Regions from separate parts of the Sus scrofa genome. Here region 2 is linked to region 1. Evidence: chromatin contacts called from public promoter capture Hi-C data. All regions are on one chromosome and are shown on one strand. Each heading gives the region's core, a stretch centred on a gene start, on an enhancer-like site or on the middle of the called end of the contact. The rest is flanking DNA. Distances are from core to core; before and after follow the strand shown. Region 1 holds the start of GADD45G (growth arrest and DNA damage inducible gamma). Region 2 holds the start of SYK (spleen tyrosine kinase).

Region 1 (6,814 bases), core at 4,231-6,730:
ACATCCTCCTGCCTTTTCTGGGTGTTTATGTACTTACTTACTTGTTTAAAGTATTTTTCAGAACAACAGGAGGGCTTTCAGTCAGGAAGTTCTGTGGCTCTAGTAATCTAAAATATGCTATATGTTAATGTTTTCAGAAAGGTGACCATATAGCATCCTAGCTAACTGTATACTGACAAAAGTTTACCCCAAACTGAAATGCCTCTGGGGGCCAGGCTGGGGGCTAAATGTGCCAGCAGGCCTAATGTGATATTTGCAAGATGTTTAGAGTAACATGAAAAGCGTGTGCCACCCACCCCCACCTACAGAAACAAGTCAGACGTGAATTTGCGAGTTGTTTTAGAACACCGCGCACCAAACAAAACCTGAATGTGAGCCAAACGGTGACCAGGCGTGACCTTTAGAAACTCCCCCTGAGGTTCAGGAAGGGGCAAAGGGCGGATCTTCACTTCACGGCGGGGGTGGACTGAGGCTCCGAAGACTTGGGCACACAGTCAAGCCCGATAGGACAGCTCATGTGTGGCTTGTCAGGATTCTCAGCTAGTGTCACTGCCCATGGCTGTGACACGTATCACAGATCATTTCTTACTTATGAGAGACAAAGTACCCGGTGCATAAATGATGCCCCTCCCATAATTCAGGGATTTCACTGAGCGAATGTAACTCTCCCACCTGCTACGCAATCGCTCACCCAAGAATAATTGCTTCTTCCAGAAAGCCCTCTCCATGTGGGGAGTGACCCCAGATGTCCTGCTTGTGCTATGTGGGGACTTCCCCTTTTCCGTTTCCTGTTTCCTGTCCCAGCTGTCATCTGAAGCCTCTGCCTCGCAGCCCTCACATTTCACCCGGGGATGCCTGCCCACCCACCCCCCGGGGCCGGGCGATGGGTGGGGGGGCGCCACTGTACCCTGCCTGTTGGACGCTGGGATGCATCTGAGATGACGCTGCTGGATTTTAAGTAATAGGTTTGTGCCTTGCACCGAGATTTGTTTTGTTTTGTTTTTTGAGTTAACATAGTCAATGCTGCATTGCTGTTCACCCCACCGTCTATGAGTTTTGGAGAATAAACCCAATACTCTTTCTGAAACTCAGGAAGGCCTAGAGAAGGGTCTGGACAGAGAGGGTTGAGGATGAGGGAGTAAGAGCAAGGCCCAGACCTTTTGGAGAGGGGCCAATCCAGATCGCTGCAAAAGGAGACACGTCCTACAGAATCTGGGACACCAATGATGCTTACTCTATTTAAGCTCATCTTTTTTTTTTTTTTTTTTTTTTTTTGGTCTTTTTGCCTTTTCTAGGGCTGCTCCCATGGCATATGGATGTTCCCAGGCTAGGGGTTGAATCAGAGCTGTAGCCCTACACCAGATCCACAGCAACTTGGGATCCGAGTCACGTCTGTGACCTACACCACAGCTCACGGAAACACCAGATCCTTAACCCACTGAGCAAGGCCAGGGATCGAACCTGCGACCTCATGGTTCCTAGTCAGATTCGTTAACCACTGCGCCACGATGGGAACTCCTCATCTTTTTTTTTTAGGGCTGCACTGGAGGCACATGGAGGTTCCCAGGCTAGGGATTGAATCGGAGCTATAGAGGCCAGCCTACACCACAGCCACGGCAATGTGGGATCTGAGCCGTGTCTGCGACCTACACTACAGCTCACGGCAATGCCAGATCCTTAACCCACTGAGCAAGGCCAGGGATCGAACCCGGAAACTCATGGATACTAGTCGGATTTGTTTCTGCTGTGCTATAACAGGAACTCTCTAAGCTCATCTTTTAAGAACTTGACAGTTTTATGTTGTTTTCAAACTTCGGTTCCTTTTCAAAGTTTGCAAATGCAAAGGGGATGAGCAGGTCACATAAAAGAACAAAGCACCTGGGTATCTGCAAAGGGGCATGGTGGGGACTTTGGTGAGGTGAACAACACTGCTCGGCCTGGGGGGGGTCCCTGGGTCCTCCTCCAGGTGATGGTCACCGTGGTGGTGGGGGAGGGGTGGCTGCAGGCACATGGCGTCCACATCTTGCCATTTTTCAAGAGAAGCGGGAAATTCAGATTTTTTTTTTGTCTTTTTTTTTGCTATTTCTTGGGCCACTCCCCCGGCATATGGAGGTTCCCAGGCTAGGGGTCGAATTGGAGCTGTAGCCACTGGCCTATGCCACAGCCACAGCAACGCGGGATCCGAGCTGCGTCTGCAACCTACACCACAGCTCACGGCAACGCCGGATCATTAACCCACTGAGCAAGGCCAGGGACCGAACCCGCAACCCCATGGTTCCTACTCGGATTCGTTAACCACTGAGCCACGACGGGAACTCCGGGAAATTCAGATTTTTATGTGAGAGTGCCTAAAGAAAGATAGCAATGACTTTTGACATTTCTGAAGGAACCTTCCCTGCAGGCCGCACCGAGCTCTGGGTAGCCTGTCTGTGCCCTGCAGCCTCTGTGAGGCTGTCCTCATAAGGGGACTGAACCTGCTATTTAATGACAGAGCTAGGGCACACTCTGAAAGCAACTAATTTCAGAAAATGCAAAGGGGACTGGCTTATAAAGTTTACTGCTTGCCTAAACTTACTAATTTGCATACCCAAATGAATAGTGATCTCCACCCAGCATTTTAGTCAGATCACGGCAGTGACCGAGAAGTTTTAATAAACCAAAAGGTTTTTGAAACAGAGCATCCCCGAGGCTGTCCCTTTAGTAAAGTCACCATCACCTTCCTGATTAAGATCAGGGGAAGGTTTAGGGGTGCAGTCATAGGGAGTTTGGGTGACATCACCGCCTCTTAGGACTCAAGGCTGACACTTGGGCTGAAAGTGGTTTGGGGGATGGGGGGGCCGCACAGCAGGATGGATGGGCATTGGCTATTGTCAACCATCTTCTGTCTCTGGGTGGGCCGGGAGGGCACCCAAAGATACTTGTAATGGGGTGCTGGCTTTGCCCCCCTCCTCCCCTTAGTCTGACCAGCAAACTTGAAATGGGCTGTTCCTGACCCAGTAGCTTTTGCATTTGTCTAAACTGCAGGGGTGGGGGCTGGGGGGTAGGGGTGGGAGGTGGGGGTGGGGGTAGGGGTGGGGGGTGGGGGGTGGGGGTGGGGGTCTAGTGGAGGGCCCTCTTAGCTTCCAGACACAATGTTTCTTTCCTAATTGTGATGAAGGCTTTGGGGCCATTCTGCCTGACCCAATAAACCCATGTGAAGCCATATCCTATGTCAGAGAGGTGGGTTTTCCTGAAATTGAATACCTTAAAAATGTGAGTGAAGTAGAATAGCCCCCAGGGGTTGTCAATCAGCCTTCTTCCTCCAGGCTGGCTCAGTGCCAACTGGAAAAGCTGTCTCCTGTCCCCCCCTCCCCAGGGGCCTTTCTCTAGGAGGAGGGGCTGAGGCCTGCTGTGGGGGGAGATTTCTAGTGTTTTAAGTTGGGGGGTGGGTAAGCACTGAGATGTCAAATAGGTCTCATTTTTGCAACAATTCCTGGGGACATGGAACTAATACATTTTAAGGAGTGTTTAATAACTTACTTTTAAAAACGATTTTTATTTTTTCCATCATAGCTGGTTTACAGTCTTCTGTCAGTTTTCCACTGCACAGCAAGGTGACCCAGTCACACATACATGTATACATTCTTTGTCTCACATTATCATGCTCCATCATAAGTGACTAGATATAGTTCTCAGTGCTATAAAAACAGTTTGAGTGTTTAATAATTTAATTAGAGCAATACCTAAGTCTCAATCACTTAAGAAAAAACACTTTATCCAATCAAGGCCCACCATCATTTTAAACACCACCAACAACGAACGAGAAGATACAGTAGCAAATAATCACCGCCTGATGCCGTCTGACTCCCGCTGTTATAAAACGCCTCGGATTTCAGGGATATGAGGTAAGCAAAGACCCAATTCTTGGCATCAGGAAGTGGCCTGCTTTCGCAGCTGTCCTCTGGCAGCTGGCCACCGGGTGGCGCAAAACGCCAGCGCACTCGGCTGTTTTTCTTACCCGTTATCTCCGGTCTTGCACCAGAGCCTGGGCTTCCAGCGAATTCACCCCGGCCCGCAAACAGTCCTGTCCAGTCTCTAAGGCCTCATCTAGAAAAGAGGGGCAATGGAATGCACCGCAGCACTGGTTTCAACGTAGAGCAGAGAGATGCAGACACCAAAAGTGATAAGTTGAGTGAGCGAAGGGTCTTTTCGTTTGTCCCCAACTCCTTCCGGCGTGGGTTTTGCAGCCTTTCTTCTGACTTCTGTTAATACGCAGCTTGGAGGGAGCTCAGCCGACCCTACCAGGGCAGCTCCTTGACCAGGAGGCTGCAGGCCAAGTCACTAGTGGTCAATGCAAGTGTAGGGGAGGGAGGTGGTCAGGATCTTTCCTGCCGGCCTGTAGATGGCGCTCCGGGAAAGATATTCCGAGCCGCGTTCCCCAAGCTCTAGGGGCCTGGAGCCAAGGGGTCCGGGCTGAGCGCAGCCGGCTGTGTAAATGGTGCAGCAGCCAGGTGTTCCTTCCAACTGCCACCGCTGTTCCGCACGTGTGCAAGGACCCGGTGGGGCGGAATTACATGCAAACGTGCCGCTGGTGCAGCAGGGCCTGTGCGGGGGTGGGGGTGGGGAGCCGCGCACCGAGGAGGGCAGGAGCGGCACGCGGCCCCGACCCCCACGCGCCAGGCAGCCCGGCGACCCCCACGAGCGGCAGGGCCCTACCCACCCCACCCAGCGGCAGGTGGACAGTGTCGCTATGAAGAGAAAGCTTCGATTGTCCCTCCCACAAACCGCCACACGCCAGACCTCCGCTATTGTGCGTCCTCCATAGAAATGCAAACGAGCCGCGTGCGCCGGCCGCAATCTGCTCGGGAGCCCCGGCGCCCCGCAGCGCTCTGCAGAGGGCGGGGAGCTCGGGTGGGACTTTCCAGCGCGACGGGGTCGGAGCCTTGATTCTGCAGGGAGAACCTCGCATTCCGGGCCCTAGTGTCAGGTGGAGGGAGCTGCGCCCGGGCCTTTTGCAAGCTTAAAGCCAGGACTGTGTGTTTTTAAGTTCCGCTTTAAAAGCTACTGTCTCATAAACTCCAAATTAAGAGTAAAGAAAAAATAGAAAGGTAACAACAAAAATAAATGCAAAAATAAATTCATTAGATTCTCCAACGGTGCATTTCACAAATTGCAGCGTACTATTAGCTAGCAAGGGTTTGGCTTTTTTTTTTTTTTTAAACTTTTCCCTTTTAAAGACTTAAAAACAAAAAGGCTAGATGAAATCTGCAGGCTCCAGGCTGCCTGGTAACACCCCGACAAAAGCAGCAGATTTGAGGCATTGTCATCCCCCGCACCCCTCCCCACGTGGCCTTCTGGCACGAGCCGCCGGCCGCCGCCTCATTTGCATCAGAAAGCGGGCGCCGGCCAATGGGCGCGCAGGCTTGCGCCAGCTGGCGGCGCCGAAGACCCAGCCTATATAAAGGCGCGCGGCGGGACCCGGGCTCACTCGCTGGCGGTGGGCACGCCGAGCAGAGCTGCGGGCTGATCTCTCTTCGCTCGCGTCCGCTCCGCCCTCTGCTTTTGTGGATAACTTGCTGCTTGCGGATCGCAACATGACTCTGGAAGAAGTTCGCGGCCAGGATACGGTTCCAGAAAGCACGGCCAGGTAAGTCCGCGCTGAGCGCCGAACGTCTCAGGGCTCCGGGATCCTGGTCCTGCCCTGGCCGCGGCTGGTTGGGCGCAGTCTTCGAAACCTTCCGGGGTGGGGGTCCGCTGGGTAGAAGTCAGGCCCAAGTGTTTCCGCTGGGCTGGGGGTGCGGCACTGGGCTGGAGCGCCGGAGTCGGGCGCCGGGGGTGCCTCCCAGGGCTCGGGGGTCCTGGCTCACCCTCCGGCCTGTCCACGCTCATGGCGGTGGCTCCTCCACAGGATGCAGGGCGCCGGGAAAGCACTGCACGAGCTGTTGCTGTCGGCGCAGCGACAGGGCTGCCTCACCGCCGGCGTCTACGAGTCCGCCAAAGTCCTGAATGTGTGAGTATAGACGCGGTCCGGGCGAGGCGGCCGGGGGCGGGCAGAGCGGCAAGGGAGACCGGGGAGAAGGCGGCACGGGGCACCCGGGGCACACCGATCTGACCTCTTCACCTCCTTCTCGCTCGCGCAGGGACCCCGACAACGTGACCTTTTGCGTGCTGGCTGCTGACGAGGAAGACGAGGGCGACATTGCGCTGCAAATTCACTTCACTTTGATCCAGGCGTTCTGCTGTGAGAACGACATCGACATCGTGCGTGTGGGCGATGTACAGCGGCTGGCGGCGATCGTGGGCACCGGTGACGAGGCGGGCACGCCGGGAGACCTGCATTGCATCCTCATTTCGGTGAGTGTCGCCTCCATCCCGATGTCATCCCTGCCCTTGCCAGCGGCCAGCCCGGTTGACCTCTGGACTCTCTTCGCAGAACCCCAATGAGGACGCGTGGAAGGACCCCGCCTTGGAGAAGCTCAGCCTGTTCTGCGAGGAGAGTCGCAGCGTCAACGACTGGGTGCCCAATATCACCCTCCCCGAGTGACAGCCCGGCGGGGGTCTTGGTCTGATCGACGTGGTAACGCCCCGGGGCGCCTAGCGCGGGGCTGGCTCTGTGGATGCGCCCTAGGAGGGCGCCCGAGTGCGGCGTGGAGACTGGCAGGCGCCGGCGCGTGGAGAGCGGCGAGGAGGTGCGGCTCCCTCCCGAGGAGGGGCCCGGCGGCGACAGGGGCAGGCTGGCCCCAGCCCAGGACTCTACAAGTGTGGGGAGCGGTTGCTCGCCCAGGAAGGCCGGAGGCGGGACGTTGGCCGCGCGGCCGGGAAGGACAGACTGGCC
Region 2 (7,048 bases), core at 1,363-3,862, 940 kb after region 1:
TGATTCTCGTCCACCTGAGAGGCACAGCAGAGGGCCAGCACCCATGTAAACAGTGGCAAACTGATGAATTTTAAAAGTGTTGGTCATTAAGATTTATATAAATTTAAAAAATAGTGATTAACACAATATTGTTTTGGAAGACTCGCAGTTTTCGTTGACCCCCATGAGGGGTGGCTGCTTTGTAAGAAGTGCCAAGCAGTGGGGGGAGCTGAGCACGAGGGTGCATCTGAGGCAGGTGTGCAAGACAGCGTGTCCCACAAGCAGAGAGAGCATGTGAGCAAGGAGGCAGGAGAGGGCAGCTGTGGCCTGGGGACCAAGCCTGCTTGGAATGAGGCTGCTGGGCAGAAAGGGACGGGGTGGACTGCAGGGCGCTGTGCTGTGGGGCTGCAGGGCAGATGAAGCAGGAAGGGGGGGCAGGGCATGTCCGGGCGGCAGGCCAGCGTGTTTACAGCCATGTGGCCAGGGTGATGTGTTAGAATGGACCATGGTAAAGGATACAGAGAGAACAGAGTACACCCCAAGGCCATTTGGAAGACAAGCCCAAGAGAAGACAAGGACTCTGGAAGGATTCTGGCTTCCTGGAGGGGGCAGCGCCTGGGCTGGGGAAGGCAGACAGGCAGGCTCAGTCTCAGATGCTGTCAGGGGCCCAGCATCAGCATCACCCCAGTTGTTGGCCCTGCAGCTTGACTGGCCACGGTGTTTAACAGAGTCCAGATGTGACGCATAGGTGCATGGAGGATGGAGAAGTGCCCAGCCTCAGGGGACAGGAGCTGGAAATGCAGGTGGGCTCACAGGCCAGAGCAGATAGGTGAGGCCCTGAATGTCCTATTGCAGGAACAGAGCGAAGCATAAGAAAGGAGTGCCAGGGGCTCACTCTTTGGAGGGGGGGTGAGGGCGGGGGCTGAATCTGCAACAAAATCGGCACAGAGGGATTAGCCTGAGAAGAAGAAAGAAGCAGAAAAGAAATATTGCTCCCCAAAGACATACCAACTCACTATCTCTCCAGAGATATTTTCTGGCTAAAAGCAGAAGTCTTTGGTCAAAGAGCAATTGTGGGCTGTAATTTTAAGAGAAAATAAAACCTTGCTGAGAGATGAATGTTCAGAAGCTTCAGCAAAGAAAAAGGAAGCATTGCTAGTCAAAAGTTAAGAGAAACAAACAAGAAAATTATTTGTACATTCAAACTGTAATAAAACCCCATGTCTTTTTAAGGACTCACTCAGGAATATTGATTTGACAATATTGCCTGGGGAAAATTCTGTTCCTCTACAAGGCAGGTATGTTCTACAGCCCTTTTGGGGTGATTCATATCGAGAAGAGGCTGTTTCACATAGTCGTGTGTGTGTGTGTCTGTGTGTTTGTGTGTCTGTGTCCCTGTGTGTGTCTGTGTGTTTGTGTGTCTGTGTTTCTGTGTTTAACATGAAAGGGTATGTGCTTTGCTCCCGAGATGCACATTTGCAGTCAGTTAGATACATTTCCATTGATGAAAAGCCCCCTTTGGTTATAATATACACCATTTTGGATACTTTTTTGGACTGGCAATATAGATCCTTCTCATCTACAAACACAGCTGCTCAGTCTTCTTGTCAAAAGTGCATTCCCTGGGAGTTCCCGTCGTGGCTTAGTGGAAATCAGCCTGACTAGCATCCATGAGGACACAGGTTCAATCCCTGGCCTCGCTCAGTGGGTTAAGGATCTGGCGTTGCTGTGAGCTGTGGTGTAGTTCACAGACGAGGCTTGGATCCGGCGTTGCTGTGGCTGTGGCATAGACCAGCAGCTACAGCTCCAATTCAACCCCTAGCCTGGGAACCTCCATATGCTATGGGTGTGGCCCTAAAAAAAAAAAAAGACAAAAAAAAAGTGCATTCACTGACTTCACACATCCACCCAAGCGTGTGCCTGTTGTGCACAAAAAGTATCTAATTTGGTGACAAGTATCCTCGTCGCATGTGGAACCTGCACTGTTTCTTCAGTATTGGCCTTGAGGATGGTAGCAAGCGGGCATCAGGAAGTAGTCTGGAGGGGACACCCTGTCGCCAAGGCCTGGGGCTCTGGGAGGATGTCAGTTTTCATACCTCAAGGCAGCTGCTTGCCCATCCTGCCTCCTGGCCAAACATTTTACGTGGTACATAAACGTGCCCAGCACTTCTCTCTAGTGTCCAGCTATGGGCGATGACACAGTTTCCCCCCCAATGTTCAGGCAGAAGGAGTCCAGCGACATCTTCAGTGCATGTAACCGACTATCCTGTTTCTTTCCAACTCTCTTCATCTGGTGAGAACAGAGGCCTTGTCTGGGTTCTGCCCCTGTGCCCCACTGCCCACTGGGAGAGGTTTTGAGCCCTGTTTTGCAAGGGGACTTCTCTTTTTAGTCAGTTAGAACGCTCGGTCCCCACCAAAAAAAAAAAAAAAAAAAAAAATTCAATGCAGGTTTTCTGGTTCAGTATTGAGAGGGCGTTTTTGGAAACCTAATGATTATGTGGGTGGAAAGGATGAGGGCACCTTCCAGGGCACCCAAGTCCCGCAGGGAAGAGCTTCAAGGACTAGTGGGCCAGGACTGGAGGGTAGGTGCTCTCACAACTACCTGCGCCCGGGTCCTGACCTCTGCCCCATCTTTGTTTTGCCAGGTGGACCCCTGTGTGTGCCGTAGGTGTCAGGAGAAGGCGCAGGCATGGCAGACAGTGCCAACCACTTGCCCTTCTTCTTTGGCAACATCACCCGGGAGGAGGCTGAAGACTACCTGGTCCAGGGGGGCATGAGCGACGGGCTCTACCTGCTTCGCCAGAGCCGCAACTACCTGGGTGGCTTCGCGCTGTCGGTAGCGTATGACAGGAAGGCGCATCACTACACCATCGAGCGCGAGCTGAATGGGACCTATGCCATCTCGGGCGGTAGGACCCACGGCAGCCCGGCCGAGCTCTGCCACTACCACTCCCAGGAGCTGGACGGCCTCGTCTGCCTGCTCAAGAACCCTTTCAACCGGCCGCCAGGGGTGCAGCCCAAGACCGGCCCCTTTGAGGACCTGAAGGAGAACCTCATCCGGGAATACGTGAAACAGACATGGAACCTCCAGGTGGGCGGCGGCGGGAACCCCTCGGCGCGCGGTCTCCTGAGTTCCCGGGCACTGGCGTTCACGCAGGCACCCAGCTCCATGAGAGCCAGGCAGTGGGGCCCCAGATAAGCACCCTTCTCCTTAGTCATCCACGTGGCCCCAAAAGTGCCTCACTCCAAGAAGACAGCCTTTCCTCTTTTGCGGTCGCATTTTCGAGGGTGGCCCTTTTGTGCCAGCGATGTGGGTTTCTCCACCGCAGGAAACCACTGTCACCCAATTCATGCTGGGCCTCTTGGAGGAGGCATCACAAGAATATACTGGTTTTTATTTACCTGAGAGGGTCATACTGTACACTCTTTTCGGCTTTGATCCTCTCGCTAGATAACATCTCTTGCAGAACTTCTGGTGTCAGCAGATACATGCTGCATCAGTCAGTTACTGACTGCCTGAGACTCCCTTCTATGCATCATAACTTATTTAACTAGTGCCAATTAACCAGTACCCATTGATGGACAACTTCGGTGCTTATACATAATGCTGCTAGTAACATCCTTCTAACCCTTTTTGCAATATCTACAGGATAACCCTGAGCAGGTTGCATTTGCCACAGAGAATGATTTGGACATGTTGATAAGTTGTCATCCAGAAAGGTCTCAGAGCTGTGACAGCTTACATTCCTGCCACACTCTCAACAGCACTGATATCAGGAGCCAGCAGGCTGATCGACGGCCTCCTGCTCCGACTTATATGCTCAACCATTTCCTTCCGTTTCCTGGATGTATGCCCCGGGCATTTTTCTGTGTTGTCTGATCCACAGGGATGTATGACAGCTCAGGCTTTTTCAGGATTCTGTACACCGATTCCTATATTGCTTTAATAGGTTCTACAATGAATGCAATCTTGCAGATAGATAATAATACTATGAGTTCAGTATTTTTCATTTAGTATTAATTGGATATGTCTTAAACCATCCTTTTTAAAAATTTTAAATTATTTTTCTTTTAAAAAAATTACTATTATTGAAGTATAGTTAATTGAAAATGTTTCTTCCTGTTCTGTTGTATAGCAGAGGGACCCAATCACACACATTTCCCTGTGCTATACAGTCGGCCCCCATTGCCCATCCATTCCAAATATAACAGTTTGCATCCAAAAAACTCCCCAAATGCCCATCCTTCCCGCCCCCTCCCCTTTCCCCTCTGGGAACCTCAAGTCTGCTCTCCTTGGCCATGATCTATTTTTGTTTTTTTAGATATAGGATCATCTGTTCCATTTTTTTTTTTTTTTTTTTTTTTTTTTTGCTTTTTAGAGCTGCGCCCGCGGCATGTGGACGTTCCCAGGCTAGGGGTCAAATTGGAGCTACAGCTGCTGACCTACACCACAGCCACAGCAACACAGAATCTGAGCCGTGTCTGTGACCTATACCACAGATTATGGCAACGCTGGGTCCCTGACCCACTGAGTGAGTCCAGAGATCGAACCCGCATCCTCGTGGGTACCAGTTGGATTCGTTTTCACTGAGCCACAATGGGACCTCCTTCTCTTATTCTTTTTTAAGTCAGATAAGTCAGGCTTGTTGAAGCGTAACTTACAAACCATGAAATTCATCCTCTTTAAAAGTGTCCAGTTCTATGATTTTTCAGCAAACACATGGCACATGTAGTCATCCCCCCAAGTCAAATATGCATTTCTGTCCCTATAGTTTTTCCTTGTCAAGAATGTCATATAAGTGGGCTCCATAGCAAGCAGTCTTTTCAAACTGGCCTTTTATACTTGGTGTAAGGCATTTGCGAGTCAGCCATGTGTCAGTGGTCCATTCTTTGTTATGGCTGAGTAATATTCCACACTATTGCTTTTGCCCTCTGCCTACTTTGAACTTGATATCTCTTTGGTACATAACTGTTACTGCTTTTGTTTTTCACCCCATCTCTGAGGCATGAAAAAATTTCCAGACTCACCTTTTCTTCTGTCTTCCCTCCTTGCATCCATCTCCTCCTTTGGGTTGGTTATGTTTTGATTTTTACTTCTTCTGGTTCTTTTTGTAAGTTAACAATTAACTTGGGTTCTTCATTTTCTGCTGCGAAGGATCTCTGTTTCTCTCCTCCTGGAATGATGAGGAAGAGAATTCACGTGGCTGTCAACCTTTTTTTCTCCTTTTTCTTTCTTTCTGCTTTGTCATTTCTGCATTGTCAAGGGTCATCTCCTTTCTGTGACCTTACAGGCAGCAGCGTGCATGAGCCCTCAGAGTGAAACCTTGCAGAGGCAGACAGAAAAAAGCATGCCATCTTAAGGCTTCCTGACTGCTGTTAAATGATCAGAGTCTAATACAGAACAATCAGCTCTAAGAGGAAGAGGGCAGGAAAACCATTCTTGAGACCTCATGGACTATACCAGAAGGTTTCTACAGCTCGATGTGGCTTTTCTTTTTTTTTTCTTTCCATTTTTTTTTTTTTTTTATTGCTCAAATGAATTTATCACATCTTCGATGTGGCTTTTCAAAGGCCAACCTCTGTATTCTAAAATCTGTTTTCTTAGTTATTACACTTGAAGGTACTTAAGTAACGTAGTAGATCTATCGGCTTTATCTATCGAATGAGCAAATAGATGAGATTGCATTTTCCTGGGTCAGGCTTAAGACAGACTGGAAACGCTTTCTTGTCACTTTCACTTAGCATGGCTCCACTCTCCTCTCCTCGTGGCAGGGTCAAGCCCTGGAGCAGGCAATTATCAGCCAGAAACCTCAGCTGGAGAAGCTGATTGCCACCACAGCCCATGAAAAAATGCCCTGGTTCCACGGAAAAATCTCTCGGGATGAATCTGAGCAGATTGTCCTGATAGGATCAAAGACAAATGGGAAGTTTTTGTAAGTATTCTGTCTTTCCCTTCGCTCCTGAGCACCAGGCCTACTGGGGACAGTTAGGGGTAACTCAGCCTCCCCATTCCTGGACTCCTGGTGACCCTGGGAAGGGATCAAGTGCCATCCTCTGAGACACACGTGTTGGTCACATAGACACCTAAAATCAAAGCCATCCCATGGAATTCTGCATTTAGCCACTCGCCCCCAGGGCGAATACTCCTCTTGGGCACTGAGGGACTTCATGTAAAGAAAATCTATTCAGCCTCACTTTCTGCTTTTCACGACAAACATGGGATGTGTAACACTGTCTCTGGCTCGCCATCCAAGCTAAAAATGCCGCAGTGTGTTTGCTTGCATTGGCCCTGAGATCTCAAACTTTACTTCTCTTTTTACTTGGAGAGGAATGTCCCTAGGGTGGAGAGTAAAGCGAATTTGCTGGGAAAGGTTAGTGCAGGTGCTTGATCCCAAGCACGCATGCAGACACCAGCCTCATAATCTCGGGAATGAGGTGTGGGCGTTCCCTGATGGCCTAGTGGTTAAAGATTCAGTGGTGTTATTGCTGTGGCTCCGATTCGATCCCTGGTCTGGGAACTTCCACATGTTGTGGGTGTGCCCCCCCCAAAAAAAGAAAAGAAAAGAGATGTGCATCTGGAAGTCTGTTCACTGTTATCCTCAGTGGTCAGTGCACCTCCATCCTGGAGGTTCTGGAGACACAGGCCATCCCAGGGTGCGGTCATTGGTCCAGAGGAGGGAAGGAGCTGTCTTGGGCAGGTGTCGACCGTATTCCCCCAAGGTGCTTCCAGCTGAGGCACACTCACCTGTGCTGGTCACTGCTCAGTGGTCACCACTCCCTCCCCCCGCCCCCCGAAGAGGGTCTGACTGGGTGCCGCGTCCGCATCTTGGACACTGACCCAGCAATGCAGCCCCATGACCAGCAATATGGAGTCACATCACGGGCATTATAAACTTTTCCTAGAAACAGAAGTGTTTTCTCTGAATAGCCATCTAAATAAGAATTTTCTTTAGACTTTACCGTAATAGTTCTTGTTTAAGAAATGATTTTAGGGAGTTCCCATTGTGGCTCAGTGGTTAACGAACCCAACTAGTATCCATGAGGGTGCAGGTTCGGTCCCTGGCCTTGT

Evidence for each region. Promoter capture Hi-C pulls out the DNA fragments that hold promoters and counts their contacts.
Region 2: a contact with region 1 is called in a promoter capture Hi-C map of fetal liver, with 5 times the contacts expected there. The contact joins the promoter of SYK here to the promoter of GADD45G in region 1. A contact is called at or near these places in 1 of 5 promoter capture datasets (fetal liver) and 1 of 2 datasets of contacts at active chromatin or transcription factors (alveolar macrophages).

What each region holds. Positions count from the first base shown.
Region 1 is chr14:1,160,520-1,167,333 of Sscrofa11.1, forward strand. GADD45G (growth arrest and DNA damage inducible gamma) reads left to right here and starts at 5,481. Exons shown (of 4, transcript NM_001185129.1): 1 at 5,481-5,626; 2 at 5,888-5,989; 3 at 6,120-6,333; 4 at 6,413-6,814. The coding sequence starts at 5,574. The coding sequence ends at 6,523.
Region 2 is chr14:2,101,094-2,108,141 of Sscrofa11.1, forward strand. It overlaps SYK (spleen tyrosine kinase), which reads left to right and starts at 2,613. Exons shown (of 13, transcript NM_001104952.1): 1 at 2,613-3,070; 2 at 5,752-5,912. The coding sequence starts at 2,669.